Regions from separate parts of the Arachis hypogaea genome. Here region 1 is linked to region 2. A link is a contact called in public Hi-C data. All regions are on one chromosome and are shown on one strand. Each heading gives the region's core, a stretch centred on a gene start, on an enhancer-like site or on the middle of the called end of the contact. The rest is flanking DNA. Distances are from core to core; before and after follow the strand shown. Region 1 holds the start of LOC112696483. Region 2 holds the start of LOC112696482 (probable LRR receptor-like serine/threonine-protein kinase At1g67720).

What was found. Hi-C and Micro-C count contacts between places; a contact is called where the count stands out from the background.
Region 1: a contact with region 2 is called in a Hi-C map of leaf, with 4 times the contacts expected there. The contact joins the promoter of LOC112696483 here to the promoter of LOC112696482 in region 2. A contact is called at or near these places in 2 of 8 Hi-C or Micro-C datasets (both in leaf).

Annotation. Positions count from the first base shown.
Region 1 is chr6:24,496,305-24,499,004 of arahy.Tifrunner.gnm2.J5K5, reverse strand. LOC112696483 reads right to left here and starts at 1,296. Exons shown (of 16, transcript XM_025749278.3): 1 at 1,039-1,296; 2 at 557-700; 3 at 1-52. The coding sequence starts at 32.
Region 2 is chr6:24,348,388-24,351,087 of arahy.Tifrunner.gnm2.J5K5, reverse strand. It overlaps LOC112696482 (probable LRR receptor-like serine/threonine-protein kinase At1g67720), which reads left to right and starts at 1,345. Exons shown (of 15, transcript XM_025749276.3): 1 at 1,345-1,605; 2 at 2,136-2,667. The coding sequence starts at 1,473.

The DNA of each region.
Region 1 (2,700 bases), core at 47-2,546, 150 kb before region 2:
ATCGGACATGATTTCCCCCCTTTGTCACACATGATTGATCCAGGGAATTTAACTATAATAAAATAATTATAAAATTAAAAATAAAAAATAAAATAAAATAAATAAACCTCAGCTCCAAGGCAAAAACATCTAGAATTAATATATATTGCGCAAATTTCTACTGCTATAACATTCAGAAGGCCATTGAAGTCCTCAGCACAATCACAAAATAAAATTTCAAAATATAAGTTGATAATCATCAATTAAAACGCGGGGGAAAGAAAAAATGGTCCACACTCCACATGTACCGAGCAATGTTAACAAGAGAAAATCAACTATCAATTACATTAAAAAGAAAAAGGGAACACCGCCTTATATCTTACGTATCCCCGTTCTATTAAAATATAGCCAAATATTTAGACAGGTCACCACAAAGAAGTGCCCAATAATAATAATAAAAATTATTATTATTATCTATTGTTATTATTATTAACACGCCGTATAATCACAGGTTTAATTTCCATCTGGTTAGGTACACAATTGCAAGTGAGCAAAGCGTAAAATTAGACACACATACTTGCTGATAAGATGAAACAAGAAAAATTGAGGGTTTAGGTTTGCGACAATGAGTGCTACTGCTAGGTATTCCGGCAAGTGAAATGATCATTGTTATCACTTCCTTTTTCTCAGTTAATTCTAGCGGCACTGTCCCTGCCAATCACTACAGTGAACGGAGAAATGAGAAAAGAAAAAGCGTTCTAAATGCATGCTTTCTACATTTTACTTTTTTTCCCCTTCGCTTATGCGCCGTAATAATCAACATTCAGCATAACATTTTTTTCAGAAACACTTAGAATCAAAGGAAATCGCTACTGATAAATTTAGCGCACCGTATTTTATCGATTTTGGAAATTTGCTAGAGAGAGAAAAAAATGAAAAACCCTAACCTAGGGGGAAGGGAATGGAAGGGATGAACAAGGGAATGGTGGAAGAGTAAAGAATGAGGAAGTAAAAGTAATAAGTTTGAGAGAGAGAGAGAGAGAGGTTAAGTGAACTTACGGAGCGGTGAAGAGGAAGATGAAGATAGTGATGAAGATAGTGATGAAGAAGAGGCAGAGGAAGGTGCTAGAAGCGGAAGAGGAGGATAATGCGAAACATGGAATCAGAGATAGAGAATAGAGAGAGAAAGGGGAAAGAATGGGAATGGGAATGGGAATGGGAATAGGATGGCTTTGGTGTACGTGGTGACTGCTGAGGTGACTCGCTCAAATTCCGAGCTTTCTTCAATACAACTCTCATTTTATTTATGCCTGGCCCTTTTTTTCTTCTTCCAATCTTTTAATTATCCATTCACATTTTTTTTAATTTTTATTATATAAAAATATTTAATTAACCAAATCATATTTTTAAAAAAAATAAAATAAATTCATTTCTTCTTAATTATAATTTATAAGATAGTCTGTATTGTCCAACTTAGTTGCTCTACTAATGATAAGAGTTTGAATACTTCCACTATATCTTCAATCCTCCATCAAAACCGATGAACCATTGTTACATAGTACAATGAATATTTGAATCAATCTATAACAAATGGTTAATGGCTGTCATTCTTTTAGGATTAGGTTGACAAATCATAGACGGATATAGCATAAAGTTATTTAGTTCCTTTCTTTAGGCTATGCCCCTCCCTTCTCTCCTTTATTTTTCTCTCTCCAAATGTGTTTTTAACCCTTTTTGGATACATAATTGGACCAGCACAATTGGGCTTGATTGTTTGTATTCAACTCTCTTCATTTTTCTCATCCATCTATTAAAGGTACTGCCATGACACAAGAAAAAAGGTACTGATGCCCATCAATTTGTAGCTCACATTGCATATCTCTTTCTCTCCATCTCAAAAGTTTTGGGTTTAAATCCTACCAAATACAACCAAAAGAAATTTTGGTAAGTGTATGAAGAGTGTGTGGGCTAAAGTGGTAAGTATTTTAGTCCATCAATCAAGATTATTAAGTTTGAAATATGAGAACATAAAAAAATCTCATTGAAAAATCTGTCAATGGAAAAGGTTGTAGGAGAAACACAACCTAAGCCTTTAATTATAGATGATTTTTTAGATAGAGATTTTTTTTGTAGTGAGCAAGACAACCAAATACACCTATCATCATGTTCACAGATGAGGGTGAAAAAGTACTATCAGAATCCTATTTTAAGTCTATTGTCATCAAAGTTCTTACCAAATACTTTAGTTATACTGCTTTAGTGCATCGGTTAAGAAACATCTGGCGACTGAAGGGTGGTTATAATATTAAGAAAGCTATATTCGGCTATTTCCTAATAAAATGTGATCTGACAGAAGATTGGGATATAGTTTTGGCATGAGGTCCTTGAATGATTGGGAGGTACTATATTGCGATTAAGTCATGGACTGCATCTTTTTAACCAAATAAAAAAACCTTTGGTTATACTCTTGTTTAGATTCATGTTGCTGGGTTAAATATCTAGGATTATTGTGGATTACTATGGTTTAATGGACTTAGGAGCTAACCTTAAGAACCAAAAATAATTAACGTAAAATAATAATAAATAAATTATCCGAAAATCGATCGAAAATTTAGAGGTGAAAATTGAATTTAGTGATTTTTTTAGTGGGAAAATGTAATTTTTTGCGTAAAATTGCGTAAAAATGCGTACCGGTAAATTAGCCGGCAGTATCGTCTTAAA
Region 2 (2,700 bases), core at 96-2,595:
ATTTATTATTATTCAAAAATATCAATAAAATACAAAAAATAATAAGATTAAAATAATATTATATTTTCATGTAATGCTAACAACAACAAAAATTCAAAAGATTTTAATTTAAATACATAAAATAATAAAATTTATCAACTTACATAGATTGGATTATCCAAATAATTGGTGATATATTTTTCGGGTGTTGTATAATTACGTACCATTTTTTTTTACGGTATCGCCCAGCCTGGCAAGGTAAGGATTAATCCGCTGCACTACTGAACTCTATTTAAGAGTTTGTCGCTAGCCAATGGATTGTTTTATGTACAAAACAGAATTCGAACCCTGACACACCTAAATCTTAATTCTCAGTATAACACATACTCTTCACATCACAACACACAGTTAACTTTTTATTTTACCTCTCTTCTTCGGTCTATCTTCTTTTTCTTTCTCAGTATAACACATTTTATATTGTATGATACACACACTTCACATGATGCATTCTACCAATAAACTCAATTTATAAAGCTTCAATAAGAGTCGCTGGTTATAAGAATGGGAGACTATTCCCTACATGCAAACAACCTACAATATGTCTCCTGTGTTACTGTAAATTTTTCAGAAACGAGCGAAAACCTATAATACTTTTAAAATTCAGAGACAACACACCCTTTACGTATTGCCATCCGTACCTGTTGGTCATATTACCACGTTTTTCTATGTATTGCTGAAAAACTGCCACGCTTCTAACGAATCTGTCCGTCACCACGTCTTCTCGTATATTGAACCTAACACCTAGAACAACACAAAACACCTCTTTTTTTAATATTGAGCAAATACACCAATTTATAGTACATATGAAAAATAATTTCTGATTTCGGAACGTATTCGTATTATTCGCAGAGAAAATAATTTCAGTACACGGCAGATAGGGCCGTAGGGGCACAAACTTGACTTTGTGTGGGCCCCACGCACGCACTACCAAAACGCCCGTCAACTCTCAAAACTTCAAAAGTTGCAGCCTCTCTACTTTAGTCTGATAAGTGCCAATACCCACCACCAAAGCACCACTACCTACTGTATAACACAGTAGTGCTCTGAAAAAAGTGACACTATATCAAATATTAATATTAAACTACCGGTAAAAAAAAAAAAAAGAAAAAAAGAAATATTAAATTAAGATTGAAGTCATATTATTAGTTGTAGTTGATGTAATTTTTGGTGAGTTATTACGAGACGGAGACTAGGAAAGTAAATAATTAATACTATTTTAATAGAATAAAATATTCAAATTTGTAAAATATTAAACAACGTATCTTTTGTTTGTTTTGTAGTAGTAAGGACATTCCTTCCATTATTTATAGAGCAGATTCGAGATACGAACATTCTATTCTGGCACGGTCTGGTTCTGCTACAGGCTACTACTGAGACTCTAACCGAGTGAGAATGTGAGCAGTGAGCTTACTCCGTCGGGTTCCGCAATTTTTATGCTTCTCTCTATCTCAGTTCTCACACCAAAGCTTCAGTTATTTATAACAATGGAGGAGAACGGAGCGCTCTTCCTCTTCTCTCTCTCACTTCTACTTCTCCCGCTTTCCTCCTCTTCCGCTCAGATGCAAGGTATATGTTTCTTTCTTCTTTTTTTATGATCTCTTCGCTTTCTCTTCTTTCCATAAGCTTCTTCAGCTGAATCAGCTACCGATGCTTCGTGTTATTGTTTAGTTAAAGCTTAATAGCGCTACTTAATCTTCTTCTATTCCATGTCTATCATGTGAGCTAAGATTTTGTTCAGCATGGGACTGAAGATTTGAGATCTAACCTCTGCTTTTGATTCAGATTCTGTGAATTTTTTTTATAAGCTTTTTACAATACTACTTAATAACAATTAATGTTGTGAATTTTAAAAAATACTATGCGATTTGTTTTGTTGTTTTTTGTGTATTATGTGTGTTCCAAAAATGAAATGAATATGTTTTGAAATATTAGAAATTCTCTCCTTATTATTATTATTATGAGTGTTGGTGAGTTTGAGAGATTATACTTACATTTTTTAAGTGTTCATTAATTATTAGAGCTTGGAATTGGATTTATAATTGCCATTTCGTCCATCTAGGCTATTATTCGGTGACAAAATATTTCATCCTAAGCAGGTTTTGTAAGTTTGGACTGTGGAGGTTCAGAAAATTTCACTGATGAGATTGGTCTTAAATGGAGCCCTGATGATAAGCTTCCTTATGGAGAAGTAAGCACCATATCAGTTGCAAACGAGACGCGGCGGCAGTACACCACGCTTAGACACTTCCCTGCTGATACCAAGAAATACTGCTACACACTTGATGTTGTGAGCAGGACAAGGTACCTACTGAGGGCCGCATTCCTGTATGGGAACTTTGATAATAACAATGTTTATCCTAAATTTGACATTTCTATTGGGGCTACACATTGGTCTACCATTGTTATATCAGATGCTAACCTTATAGAAATGAGAGAGCTTATATTTTTGGCTTCAAGTTCTGCTGTGAGTGTGTGTTTATCGAACGCCACAACAGGGCAGCCGTTCATATCTACACTTGAGCTCCGGCAATTCAATGGTTCCGTTTATTATACACAATATGAGGAACAATTTTACCTCAGTGTCTCTGCACGGATAAATTTTGGAGCAGAAAGTGATGCTCCAATCAGGTAATTGTCCTAACCTTAGTCCATTCCATATAT